Regions from separate parts of the Mus musculus genome. Here region 2 is linked to region 1. The links are chromatin contacts, called in public Micro-C maps. All regions are on one chromosome and are shown on one strand. Each heading gives the region's core, a stretch centred on a gene start, on an enhancer-like site or on the middle of the called end of the contact. The rest is flanking DNA. Distances are from core to core; before and after follow the strand shown.

What was found. A called contact is a pair of places that touch in the nucleus more often than the background predicts.
Region 2: a Micro-C map of macrophages shows a contact between it and region 1, with 5 times the contacts expected there. The contact joins two enhancer-like sites. A contact is called at or near these places in 10 of 484 Hi-C or Micro-C datasets (the G1E-ER4 cell line, MC3T3-E1-derived osteoblasts, bone marrow-derived macrophages and 6 more) and 3 of 115 datasets of contacts at active chromatin or transcription factors (embryonic stem cells, neural progenitor cells and pancreatic cancer cells).

What each region holds. Positions count from the first base shown.
Region 1 is chr1:71,729,058-71,736,228 of GRCm38.p6, reverse strand. Gm39660 (a long non-coding RNA gene) reads left to right here. Exons shown (of 3, transcript XR_001778956.2): 2 at 131-199; 3 at 5,897-7,171. Gm30160 (a long non-coding RNA gene) reads right to left here. Exons shown (of 4, transcript XR_003947861.1): 2 at 3,222-3,350. Among named protein-coding and RNA genes, the nearest start is that of Gm30160, 4.2 kb to the right of the region's middle. Within about 2 kb of position 4,443, at least 37 of the 459 cell types and tissues checked have an H3K27ac peak or open chromatin away from gene starts, as enhancers often do. A contact at or near this core is called in bone marrow-derived macrophages, erythroblasts, macrophages and 1 more, where this site is marked.
Region 2 is chr1:72,103,129-72,110,299 of GRCm38.p6, reverse strand. Gm4319 (predicted gene 4319) reads left to right here. Exons shown (of 3, transcript NR_166632.1): 3 at 1,283-3,183. Among named protein-coding and RNA genes, the nearest start is that of Gm4319, 17 kb to the left of the region's middle. Within about 2 kb of position 3,484, at least 38 of the 459 cell types and tissues checked have an H3K27ac peak or open chromatin away from gene starts, as enhancers often do. A contact at or near this core is called in bone marrow-derived macrophages, erythroblasts, macrophages and 1 more, where this site is marked.

The DNA.
Region 1 (7,171 bases), core at 3,194-5,693:
GGCTCTTAACTACTAAGTCCTCTCTAGCTCTCCCAAAGTCAGATAATTTTTTTTATTTATCTTATGAATTTTAATTTAAAAGAAAATTTCACCTTACTATAACTAAACCATTCTGATAATATTTGCTCAGGATCCCCTTAGATGACAAGCTATCCTGAGGCCACCCACTCTCTCCCCACTCCTCAGTGGCTGCTTTAAGGTAAGCTGGGCTCCTCTCCCCTTGGTATCTCAAAGGCTTCTTGCTGATTCTGCCAGTGTTGTCTGTGGCTTAATCTTCACACAGGCAACTGAGGAAATCTTTGAAAAATAGAATCCAATTCGCACACTGTTCTGTTGGTAACACTCCTAAGTCTCCCCATGGCTTAGTGTCAAAGTTTTAAGTCCTTCCTGGCCTTTGCTCTCCCTCTGGAGGTCCAGCCAGTTTCCTAACTCTCACTTCCTGGTTCCCTTGTTATGGCCCCAGGGTACTGCTGCTCACTGGCCCTAGAGGCATGGTTCTTTCCTTCAGTAAACTTGAGTTCTCCGTTCAAAGGGGAAGGGCTGTTTCTAAGGGCTCTGCTAGTCGACTCTATCTTCCTTGCTTTCTTTAGTTTCTCCAAGGACCCTAGAGCCCACTGAAAGGATCTTCTTTGTAGCTTCCTTGGCTGGACAGAAACCTTGTTTCATATTTAATTGCTACATTGCCATACCTAGAACTGATGTAGTATTACTGTGAAAGATGTATGAATAGCAAAAGTAGAGGGACTTACGGGCACACCTTGGGTCAGGATGCCAAGTCAGGAGCAATCTCTAATTCTAGAATTTTGGAGGCCAAGTCAGGAGTTTAAAGTCACCCGAAAGTATGTAGTGAGTGCCAGGCTACCCCAGGCTATATTGCCTCAGTAAAACCAAGAAGGAAGAGGATAAAGGAGAAGAGGAAGAAGAGGAGGAGGAAGAAGGAAAATTGTGTGAGAAGGACTTTTTAGCCATGTAAACATTTTCCATTCTGTTTTACTCTGTAGCTCCAGCTGGCCTGGAATTCACTATATAGAATTCACTACACACACACACACACACACACACACACACACACACACTCACTCACACATAAACACAAACACGAGTGTTGTGCTGCTGTGAGATTCTTTTCCCCCAATGGCATGTTTCTCAAAATATACCCATTGTTAAGTAGCATATGGTTGTATATGTGTATGTATGTATGTATGTATGTATGTATGTATGCAATGCAAAAGTATTTGAAACTAAGTTTCAGACCAGTGAAGCACGGTTACACTGTCCTTCAGAAGGTCAGGCATTGTGTTTGCCATGGTGCTTAATTCTTGCATCTAGAGAAAATGTCACCTTACTCTTTTGTCTGTTGAGAACTTTGCTACTCATGGAAAAACTAAGTCCATGTTCTCGTAGAAGCTCATGTGACCTAAATTTAACTGCTTGTTTCCTCATTATTAGATTCAGATTAAAAATTCACATCAGAGCTACTGTTCAGGGGTTGGATGCGAGGGGCAGAGGGAGCAGAGCGCTGTGAATTTGAGTTCATCAAGATATATTATAATATATATTATACAGCCTCAGACTTCTTCCCTCCCCCAGGAGCCTCCCCGAGCCCCACTGCTCATAGTCAGTTTTATACAATTAGTCGCACAGATTGAATAGTTTAACAGAAGAGGCACTCAAGTAGGGTTTGAAAAAACAGAGCAGTTACGCATTGTCAGAGCAAAGAGAGATCAAGTTCTGTGGCGTGGGATGTTTTCCTTTTAAAAAATTGCAATTCCAGCAGCCTCAACCAAAGGTGTGGTGGCCCTGTCACCAAAAGGCAATCTCCTCAGGCCAGAGGGACTGATGGGAAGACAGATTGAAAGTGCTAAAGTGTTTTGTTTTCCTATCTGGAGCTCATTAGCTCTGTTTTCATGAAGCATAGATTCCCAACAGACTTCCATCTCTCCCTGTCTTAATTTCACAGGATCCATCAAATCGTGATGTAAACACTGATGGAAAGCCGACAGGACTTCACTCTGTAGCCCAAGCTGGCCTTGAACTCCAGGCAGTCCTCTAGCTGCCTCAGTTTCCCCAAGTGCTAGGATTATCCAAGACGTGCTCTTAATGCCACGGGTGGCTGAGGGTGAATATTTATAGGCTACAGGACTCCCATTCCCGGTGGCAAGAATCATTGGCTGAATATGAAGGACAAGGTCGAAAAGGATGGGCTGGGGACGCTCTCATTTCAAAAGAGAAGGAAAGCAGGAGGTTAGGGTTTTACATTTTTATTATTTAATCAATTATTTACAATGTATCTCTCACATGTGTGCGTGTATGTGTGTATGTGTGTGAGCCTGTGTGTATGTGTGTGAGCCTGTGTATGTTGGTGTGTGTATATATGTGTGAGTATGTGTTGGTGTGTGTGATTGTGTCTGTGTGTGTCTGTGTGTGTATGAGTATGTGACTATGTGTGTATGTTGGTGTGTGTGAGTGTGCCTGTGTGTATATGTGTGTCTGTGTGTATGTGAGCATGTGTGTATGTGTTTGTGAGTATGTGTATATGTGTGTGTTGGTGTGTGTGAATGTGTCTGTGTGTGTATGTATGTATATGTGTGTGTGTTGTTGTGTGAGTGGGTCTGTGTGTGGGTGTGTGTGAGTGTGTCTGTATGTGTGTGGCTCAGCTGCAGAATTCTTGCCTAGTAAGCACAAGTCCCTGTGTTCAGTCCCCAGCACAGGAAGAATAAAAATTAAAATAAAAAAGCAAAACTATATCATAGAGATTTTTCTTCTCCCATTCTCAGATCCCCACGGTCTTGAGAATAAAACACGAAATTGCCTAAAACCTTTCAGAACTGCCAGATGGATGCGGAGCATGGCATGGCTGGCTTTATGACAAGGCTGTCATGTGACTTCTGAGTAAAGTCTGGGGACCCTGACACGATGGGATCAAAGTCAGGAAAGCAGAAAGTCGCTTTCACGAAAAGGACTAAAAGTCAGCTCGAGTCACACGTGCAAAGCTGAGCTATTTTTCATGAGTAGCCTGGAGGTTTTATTGACTTTCAAAATATTCATGCTTCTGATTTTTCAAAGTCTGCTTATCATGGGATGCTTCGATTTTGATATCATATCCAGGAATGGGCAGAAAGGGGTACTTTGTCACTGACCACAGGACATGAGCAAATAAATTTTTAGAGTAATTTAAAAGGAAGGGGAACTCAGTGAGAGTCATTTTCTTGAATCCTCACCTTCTTCAAACCTGATGAAAGGGCACTGGGATGGCAGAATAGACCGGAGAACTCGAAACAGATCAGACTGCGATTTATATTCAACTTCATTGTTTCTTCAGATCAAAGTGGGCCATGGGTACGTGGGCACTATGGAAAAGCAGAGAAGCCAAAAATAAAGCTGAAATACAATTTTGTCTTACATTTGATTTGGGTGAGGTACTTACTCAATAATAAGCAAGGTTTCAAAGATGATCAAAATGTAATATGGGAAGGGGAGGCATATGGTTGGAAGATATGTATTCGGAATTGGGCAGGAGAACTAAGAGTTTCCAGCTTCCTCACCACTGGCTATATAGCAAGGAATTACTTGATGCTGTTAAGTCTAATTTTCTTGAGTTATAAACAGGGCTTGTGCTATCTCGTTGTTGGATCCAAGCAAACTGGGGTTATTCGCTAGGTAGAGTGTGTGTGTGTAGATAACACACAACAGTCACTATTTCTCTGACACCATTATTCCCAAATGCATCCCTTTTGACTTTGGCCTCTAAATTCAGCCCTTTAAGATTCCTGCTCCACATGGGAAGTGGAATCCTGCCTGGATTACCAAAAAAGAACAACAGTTTAAGAGTCTTCACTCTTTGCCCGACATGGTGGTGCATGCCAATAATCCCAGTGGATGGAGAAACTGAGGCATGAACAGGCTTCCCTGGGATTTAAGGACAGACCGGGCTACATACTGTTACAGGTCAGCCTAAGCTACGACTCGAGTGAGTCCTTTCTCTTTTAAGAGAAGAGGAAGAAAAGAGAAGAGAAGAGGAGGAGGAAGAGGAATAGAAGGAAAAGAATATTAGCATTGTCATGCTAAGCCTCCGAATTGAGTTCACTGCCTCAGGATGGGGAGGAATGGCAGGAGGCTGAGAAGGCAAGGTTTTTATTGAGCAGCAGGGTGACAGCTTCCTGCAATATGGCAGAGCCTGGAACACTCATTGTCAGGTAGCAGACTTCTGCTTCCCAGGAGTGGGTCAATCTGGTCCCACCCCATGGGTAAATTAGGTCTAGAGCTGGGGTGAATCTGATTGATTAATTTGACCATATGTGTGGAATTCTAGATGAGCCAGGTCAAAGAGAAAGCCCCTGGAAAGCCTTCCAGTTGATGATATGGGGTGGGGGTGGGAGGAGTGGACACAAAGAACTAGGAAGTCCAGAGGACAGAGGCTAATGATTAACTGGTGTGATAAGTCAAGTCCTTTGGATTTTAGTCCTTGACAACAGATAGTTTATGGTAAAACTCAGGACTCTTGTTGCAGTTGACTAGGTGTGCTACCAGGACATAGAGATATTTTTGTTTTCCTTAAACCCATGACTCTAACTTCCCATAGAGTTGTACTGCCTAGTTCCTAAGTTGTATTAATATCACATTATTGATAATAGCCCCATCTAGAACCTCTTTGGGTAACAACTGGATCAAAATAGAGCAAGAGTGGAAAGTTTGACAACTCCAAAGTACTTACATCTTCTCTTTCCATACCAGGCTTTAAATAAAAGATAGAGTACTTTTTGATGCTTTCTCTCTTTTCCTAGTTACACTCTTTGCCTTCAACTTTGTCAAAAAATCCACTTTTAACATCAGAAACCAAGTCTTTCTTCACACAGGCCTCCATCGAGCTGGTTCCCCAGCTTCTTTGGTCTGAAGAAATGATTGCTGATTCAGTAGACCAGAAAGAAGGACGTGCCCAAGACTCCCACCCCTTCATCCTTCCGTCTAACTCCCTACCTCTGTCAGATTGTGACAGCCAGAACACAAAGCAGTATTTTGATCTCTGGTCTTCTGCAATTCTTATGAAATGCTTTAATCACTTCCCCTTCTGCTCCCGCAACTTCCTTTCTTATATTCTTTCAAAACCTTTGCTTTTGAAATCATCCCATCCACCCACTTTGTAACTCTGCATAAAAACAGAGAACTCCCTTCCCTCCTCTGCATTTTATCTAAGTCAAGTCCAAAACCAGAACTTAGCCCTACTCAAAGATATCTTAATTATATTCACAACTCTTCTGTCCCTTCAGCCTCTTATCTTTCTTCCTCTCAGTCCTGGGCAACTGTCTTCTGGTGAACTTTGCCCCTGCACAAAATCTCTACTCCTAGCCACAGAGATTTGGGTCACTCCATCTCACTCCAAATGATCTCACAGCAAATTATCTTTGCTGCTATGGGAGTTTCCTAGTGTTCCTGTGGGTTGACACCCCACTATTTTATTTTAGTGTGATTTTCCCCTCTCCATCTTTGCTTAACTTCATGCATGCAATCTAGTATCCTATTTAAAGAAGATCTTGTCTATGAATGATATAGAAAACAAAAGAAATTTTTGGTTTATTAAATCTTCCTGCAGTAAACAACGGCTCTGAGTATGTTGCTGCAAACACAAATGACTAGCAACCTCAGGTTCATGCTCATAAATCTCACACTACCATTTCCCTCTTGCATGCAATGTCTGTATTTCCCTGGCCCTTGGGAATAAGGATAAGTTGCTGGTGTATTTTCCCACCAACGTATTGGCCTCTTCCTTATCAGAAAACGCTTCCTTCCTGTCTTGTGGGTGAGTTAGGGAATTTTTTTTTTCTTAGCTATTTTCTGCTTCTGTAGCTCCTTCTGTCCTCGAAGGCTTCCGTAATCTATGTTTCTTGCCTCTCTGCAGAGGAAGAGCCCTGTGTCCCATGTGGCGAACCCATGCCTGACAGAGAACATGAAGGAGGAACATGTATACTTCTGCCCATCACACTGCCTGTTTTGGTTGTTTGAACAACCCCATATCTCATATTCATTTCTTTAAAAACTTAGACTTCTGCAGTATGCCTGTCCAGGAGGATGTCTGCCAAGTCGCCAGTATGAGAGGCAATTAGTTCCAAGGTGACAATGTGCTGAATACCTTCGTTTGCCATCTTCATTTGGGTGACTTGTTTGAAAACAGAGACTCATTGTTCCCATCTATGGCCTATTCCTGTGTGAGACAGGCTTCCGCTGCATGATGTCCAAACACCTCTGTGAACCCCACTTTCAGTTCCTGTGTGATGTCTACTTGCTTGCTGTAGGTTTTCCAACGTTCTCTGAAGAGATCTTTAGAATACTGCCAAGTCCTGAATCAGACCTTTCCAAAGCATACCCACTCAGTTTTGTGCACATCTATGCAAACATTTGCAGCTATATTCAGGAAAAAAAAAAAAAAAAGATGTGTTTTAGAGCATTAGTGGTTTTTGCTGGTGGCCTGGCCTCCTCTTTCACAGGAAGGGAAGAGAAAAAGATCTGCTGAGCTCTTTCCATTCAGGATCCCAGCTTTGTCTCAGCAGTTTTCCAGAACCCTGGTGCCAGCTCACTTTGCACGTAGAAAACTCAGAAAAATGAAATGGTTCAAGGCTCTGAACTAAGCTCTCACCAGGGTCTCATGTTCAAGGCTGCCAAGGGATGTGTACCCTTAAGGGCGTTTCCCCACCTCCTTGGATCAACCTCATCCAGAACAACTAACGAAGACAGTAAAACGACTTATCCCGTGTCTGGAAAGAAAAGAAAACCTGTCAACCTTCCAAGCACAAGAGAAATAGCGTCGGTAATAAATTGCTTCTAGAGCAGTACATGAGGTAGACTGTAAAATACAAATAAGTTAATGATTGTGCTTAAATAGTAAAGGGAAGCGCAGACATTTATCACAGTCCCTTTTTAAATGAGGGTTCTATTCAGTATTTTGAAGTGTTCATTCACACATCTGCTCCACATCTGTAGTCTGTCTACAGTATTATGTCTGGTGGCAATGATGAAATCACATGATCTCTCTCTATTGAAAGGTGAATCTAAGAGGCCTTTCTTCTGGGCATGATGTTACGAAACAAGCGGGTAAGGAAAGAGGATCTGAGAATAGCAGAGGCCCGAGTATCTGGAGAGAAACTACATAACACTGTAGACAGTCCAGAGGTATTCC
Region 2 (7,171 bases), core at 2,235-4,734, 380 kb before region 1:
CCACGTGTAGATCCTCTTTCTGGGAAGAATATAACCCTGCATGCATGCTTGGTTTGCTTTTGAGATGTTTCTAAGCCATGGAAGCCCTTGTGATTATGTGTGGAAGCTGTGAAGGGCAGCGGGTGGAATCTTGGACTATTTTGGGTAGCTGCAACATGTTTTAAATTCTTTCCTTAAGGTTTGGCCTCCATAATCCACCTTGTATTATCTCAAAAGAGAGTTGCTCTCATTTCATGTCAGGAGGTATAGAGTGAAGCCGTGTGTAGATATATAAGCATTAGAAGACGCTTTTCCTCAGAGAGAGATGCTGTTCTCCTTAACTTATCCAGCCTATTCCCTCATGATATCAATAGTCTCTCTTTCTTTCTTGGCTATCTTTCATTAGATGTGTTTTTCAAGAGACTCAAGTCACTTGATATTGAAGAATTGTTGGGTTTACAAGAGAGAGAGTTCTGAAATATATCGATGAGGGAAGGGTTTTCATAACCGTTGAATATTGCTCCTACAATGACTGTCAAAACAACTCACAAGGCTTGTTGTATTCCTTCTTCATATTTCATATGGGTAGTAAAGAGGGGCAAAAAGGACATGAGATCAAACCATTGCCATGTTTATAGGTTTAGGCTATATACATGTTATTCCCAGGGTGAGAACTTGATAAAGTTTTCAAGTTGTAGGGGCCTCCCCTGGAAAAGAAAAACACCAAGATCTCTCATCAAAGTTTAAAACCATCCTTTACTGTTTTTGAAGGATGGAGGACCAACATGGACCCAACACATGTGACTGGTAGGTCCCTCACAAAATGGTCATGTATCTGTCTATATCCTACACATATCCTTTACTATAGTTTAGATTAAAAACTAAGTTATGTATTTATTTATTTGTATTTATACATGTGTGTGTGGGTACCTACAGAGGCTGAAAGAAGGTGCCGGAATTCCTGGAGCCAGAGTTAACAGGCAGTTGTGAGCCACCTAGTGTGGGTGCTAGGAACCAAACTCAGGTCATCTGCAAGGGAAACACTCATTCTCACTGGCTGAGCCGTCTCTCATCCCCTTCCTGTGTCATTTAAATCATCTCCGCTTTATTTATAATTCTTAGTACAATGTATATGCTATGCAAATAGTTATTATACTGAGCTGTTTGGAGAACAATGATAAGGAAGGTGTCCATACTCGTTCAGTGCAATGCAGTTTTCCCCACCCCAATACTTTTGATTCACAGTTGGTTGAGTCACTGGATGTTCACAGGGGTCTGACTGGTTTTCGTATCTGTCTTTCAGATGGTTGCAGCTTTAAACCGGCTGAAAATTTGAGAATGCAACCTTGGGCCCAGCCTGCTACCTTAAAAAATGTTATGGCCATTGACTGAGTGTAATGAAGCCCAGCTGTTGTGGTTTCTTCGCTGCTAGTTCTAATAGTGGCCGTGGAGCTATAAATCAAGGCCTCTTTTGAGACACGGAGGAAAGAAAGTGTCTGGGTCCTCTCTTGATACCTGCACCGCACTGTGGTGCAAAGTGAAACTCACCAACTCAGGTGGCCAAAACAAGCAGATGTTTAGCCGGCTAAGTGTAAAGCGTTGGGGAAATGACTTTATGGGCCTTTGGCTGAGATGCTTCCATTTGAATGTCATACACAGGAAGTCATCAGGTAGTGGAATAATATAAACAGACCTTACCTCATGAAGTGATTTATTTTGGATTGCTGGCAGCAGCAACAGCCTCTAGCACAAAGAAACATAAGGACTTACTTCTTTTATTTGAGAGATTTTTTTTTTCCCCAACTGGTAAGGGCTGCCTGTAATGAAGAAATGGGGACACTGCTTTCTTAATTACAGCACGTATTCATCATCAGAGGGGCAAGGTTCACTAGTGGCAGAAACAATTCCCAAAGCACTTGTAGCGCTATGATCTCTTCAGCCTCTCCGATAACCTGTGGAAGAAGGGATCAATGTCTGTAGCGAATATGTGGAGAAACTGAGGCATCACAGGCCAGCCAATGAGCCTGACCAAAGCCACAACATGGTAAAAACAGAGGGACAGAAATTGCAGTTGTCTTCTAAGATGGAAGCTCTTTCTCCTCTGTTTTATTGTAGTAGGTGGGGAATGAGGTGATCTTAGATGGTGACCAACACAAGAAGATGCAACAGTTTTGGCTCTGTCTTAGTCTAACTTAGAAGGTGATAGGGTCTAATGGCACAATGACTGATATAGCTTGACTCTGGTTAAACTTAAATTGTAGAGCTGTCCTACCTAGATTCCAGCTCTCGGTGAGCCACTTATATGTGATCATTTCATCTCTAATCTCAGCCTCAGTTTCCTCCTAGGCTGTGACGGGGTTGACAGGAGTCTTGCCTTATTGGGACAGTTGTGAAGATTCAGTGAGGTAGCATTTGCAAAATACTCAGAACCTGCCTGGTACATTGTAAGAGATCTGTAAGTTTGTTAAGTAAAAACTAAAACTAGTTTATTGATTCTGTTATTTTGTGGGTACATTGAATTCAGGAAAGGTAAAGTAGGGACTTCTGAAAAAAATGAATGAGAATAGTTTTGCAGTAAGACAGATATCATGGTGGAAGTCGTGTGGAGGGAAGAGCCCTAGACTGTGCTCTGCCTTCCCAGAAGGGAAGGAGTCAGAGATCATCAGCCTGTATCCAGACACTTCTTGTATACATCTCACCTCCAATTTTTAAATAAAAACCCTGTCTTTTCAGTTCTTTAAGTCAATAGTGTACGTATGAACGCTCCCTTTAACAAGATGAACAGCTTCAGTCAGCTCGCCCAACCCCAGGACCAGAAAGTCACCTTGGTTTTTCGCTCTGCTTATTTTAGTCAGAAACCAGCTCTGACCCAGGGTGTTGGAGGGAAGGGATTTGGGGAATCTGGGACAAGGTGGGGACTGATCAATTGCAAAAGCCAGACACTGTGGCCATAAAAAGGAGACAGGAGGGAGAAATGCCGCAAAGCGAGTCATCATGTTTCCACACCGGACGGTTACCTCATTGAGACAGAGAGGAACAAGATCTGCTGATAGGGTCATTCCTATCTGTCAGATGGCAGGAGGAAATGAATACGCCATTTGGAGGCTTCTTGGAGAAATGTTTCATTGTACTCTGCTCCTCACTGGACTGAAGTCTTTGTTCTGGTAAAAAAAAAAAAATAAAAAAAAAAATCACATAATCGAATCCTGGTCTTGTTTATCTGAGTTCAAGCTCCCCTGGTGAGCTCTTTCACAACTTTTCGGTTTTGCCACCACACTCCACATAAATGTACATTCTGTCCCAATGTCACTAATTAACTGAATTGAGAATCACAGGAAAAGTTACTAGACTAACGTGGCTTCTTCCTTGATAGCATGGATGTCTTAGGCCCTGGGCTAGAAGCCACATGAGCCCCAGGGCCCTTGGTCCTTTGGGTGAGTAGGAAGCTTCAAGCTCTCACGTGGCCACTGTAGAGAGCTGAGACTAAGGGTAAGAACTGACTTGACTCACACTACCCGTCTCAGATAGTTCCTCCTTTAGCCACTCTGGGGTCACTAAGAGTCCATAAGTGCCGGTAGAAAGGGCTTCTGGTCAACCCAAGCAGAAGTTCAATTTGATGGAATATTTAGAAATAGCTGAAACAACTAAAAAAAAAAATAACCAAATCCTATACTGGAAGGAGAAAATTGAGGCAATTCCAGAAGTCTACATCAAGAAGATCTGATATTTAGACTATTTGCTATACTCTATGTGGTCTAAACTCTGGACACAAGTGAATTCATCACCTTGGAATGGTGGTGTGAGATAGTTACCATTATTATCTCGAGGTAAAAGAGTTATCCTATTCAAATTCCCATGACACATGACGATTTGACCTCTGCTTAACTGTTACTATGGAAGCCAGTCATGAATATATTGTCAACCCGGGTGCTAGGCAACATTGCTTATGGTGAGGCTGACACCAGATTGTGAACTGTTTCTAGACTAGGAGCACAGAAATCTGTGTTAGAAAGCTACATTTTTTGGCTTTTTTTTTTTTAACACTTGGACCTGGCAATGCCCTTATTATGGGGGGTGGGGGTGGGGGAGGGGGAACGACGACCTGAAAGTTATGCTTATGCATTTGTTGCAAGGACTGCTACCAGGTCTTTGTGGAGAGTAGAAGGCACGAGGATTATTAAGCCGAAGAAATTCCTGGCTGGTATAAATTTTAACTCTTTAAACTTGAATCTGTGCTGACTATGGCAAGGACTCCTATGTGGCAGAATGTCTGATAGGCTTCCAAATAAACTAATAATGCCCGGAGTGGAGTCTGTTGCTGTCCTGCAAGTTTGAGTATTGATTTGAACCCAAGACAGCACTGATGAGTATTGGATATTGCTTTTAACTGAGACAGGGTGATGAAAACCTTCTGTAACTCATGGTCACACAGATGACAAATGATAGAGCTGTATTCAACCTTGGGCAGGTTGCCTCTTAAACGCTTCACCAGTTTCCACAGGGCACAGCTTTCTGGAGGAATTTGCCCTACTTATTTTAGCTCATGGGTCTCACAGCTCCATGTGCAAATTCCTGGGGCCTTAAAAACAATGAGTGTCACTGTTGCTGAGGTCAGACAGGACTTCAAGACAGATGACTAATGGACAGTAACCTCTCCATGCATTTCCTGTTTTGACGGCTGTTATTATTGAACATATATCACTAACAGGAGCCGCCAGGTGGTCAGATCTCATAAATTCCCCTGCCAGATGTTAAAGCCTTCGTTCATTCACTCTTCCTCTCCATCACCCATTTAACAGCATTTTGAGAAATCTGACAATGAAATGACTTGGCAGTATGTCATGTGATGTCAGGCAGCAAAGGCAGCCTTGGATGCAACTGCTAAGTAATGGAAGCCTTCAGTGGTTAGAGATGCAGGTGTAATTCATGGGGAATAGTTAGAGACAACTGGGGGAGATTGAGGCTCTGGGAGAGGAAGAACTTTGGAGAAGCAAGCGTTTTCTAGGTCGTAGAAACAGATGGGGTTGGGTCATGAAACAGACTCGGGTCTCCAGTAGAAACAATAAATGGTTCAGGTGAAATTTGGCATAGGAGGCAGAGCAAGATGACAGTATAGGCTGTACTTGGGGAGTATTTAGAACCAGCTCTTGAGCCCCAGGTGGGATTGGATGGAGGAGAGAGGAAAGCTGAGTTTGCATTTACTGAGGACTTCAGGAAAACCCACACCATTCCAAAATGTGTCTCTGAAATCACAGTGGATAGACAGTGACAGCTTTGGGGCTTCTGGGATGGTCATGTGGTTCAAGCTCTATTACTCCGATGGCTTGGGTGAGGGCAGAGGGTCTAACACTAGGTATATACTAGCTCTTTATTTTGTTGGATACATTCCCTGGGTCTTTCTTCTTGATCACCTTAAACTTGGGAATCTTTTTCCCTTTACTCTCAACTCCATATCCCTAAGTATCACCGGTTGCCTGGCAAGCTAATGGGAAATAAATTCACTGAGCACTAACACTAATACCAGTTAGTGATGGAGATATTTATCTGCTTCAGAGAATATATTTTTATATAGCCAAGCCACAGGAACAAAATGTGGGAATTTCAATATTGAGACATTTCTGCTGGTTGATGGAAAGGGCTTTTTTTTTTTTTTTGAGACAGGGTTTCTCTGTGTAGCCCTGGCTGTCCTGGAACTTACTCTGTAGACCAGGCTGGCCTTGAACTCAGAAATCCGCCTGCCTCTGCCTCCCGAGGGGATGTTTTTAATAAGCAAGAGGGTTTTGTCTCAAGGAGAACAATGAAATCTGGCCATGTTTGGGTACTTCTAGGTCAGGGCCTCCTTCTGAAAATGAAGGTTTTTTTCCCAATTGGATTTTAATGCAGTAGGAAGGAAATGACCAGTGCTTTAGAATTCACAGTTTTCTGCCTTTCCTGTCTGCTGGAGATTCCTATTTGGTTCATCAGAGTGTGGACTTTCCTGTAAACAGCAAATAAACCAAGGCGGGGGTGGGAGTTGGGGGGCAGGGAGGGTGTGGTGAATGACGGGAAGAAGGACTTTCAATAACCGCAGAAGCCAGACTAATTTGAGCTACACATGGAGGAAGAACTGGGGCTGAGGGCGTAGATGAGCCGTATAGGCTGGACGTCATGGAAAATATTTGGTCTGTCTGTGAGTGCAGAGGGGAGTGTGAGCTCTCAGGAAGCAGCTGTCATTTGTATGAAGAATATTGAGAATGGCAGAAATTGGAAGTAATGGATTTTTAAGAGATAACTTGGTGTGCATTAAACATGCACTCACTCCCTTGGGCTTTTTCTTTAGAGACTGGGTATAGACTTGAATTACTTTTGATTATATATATATATATATGGACAGCTGTTCCTTCGGATGTGGACTCCACATTGCGATCTGACCTTATGGTCATAAGGTTGTCTGGCATTCACGGGGAAGAAGCAAATTACAAAATAGGTAATGGGAAATTCCTCCTGAAGCCGGAATGGGTATCCTAGAGCCCACTGTTCTACCCTTGTCTCTTGAGAAGCTGGCTCTGCCCTGGGACGTTTAAGTGGTGTCTGAGATTACTCTCTGGATACACACCCTCTTGCGTCTTCCCACTCTGGGAGTCATACAGTTCTAGTTTTGCTTCGTTTCTAGTCACAGACACTGACCACTGGGAAAAGTAGACTCCTTCTGGTTTTACACCAAGTTGCTACATTTTGGAAAAGGTGCCCATGGCCTCGAGCCACTCCCTATCCTTGGGCCATGGGGTGTGGTTTTTGTGAATGGAGTCCAGTGTGGTTCTGGTTGAGTCTAGGTAACATGACCCAGTCTCTGCCTTGCCTCGGAGTGGAAGTCTAGTTACATACCACAGCAGCCTCTTGGAAGAGTCCGCTCCAGTTACCCAATATTTTCCTCTTGTCTCCAGACAAGACTTCTCATAAATCGGCCTGCAGTAACCGGCTGGAACTGGGTTTGAGGGTTGAAACCAGCTTGTTTAGCGGGGGTCTGGAAATCGTGCAAACAAGGAACCATTTGAAATAACTGGGGAGTAGCCTTGGTTTCCAAGGGCAGACACAGAAGGGGCTCTGCATTGGAGCAGACGCTTGCTCCATAGAGGAGAGATGAACAAGAGAGTCCCAGGTCGGGGGCCCCATTGGGATACCCAAATCTGGCTTCTGGGATGTTGTGGTATCC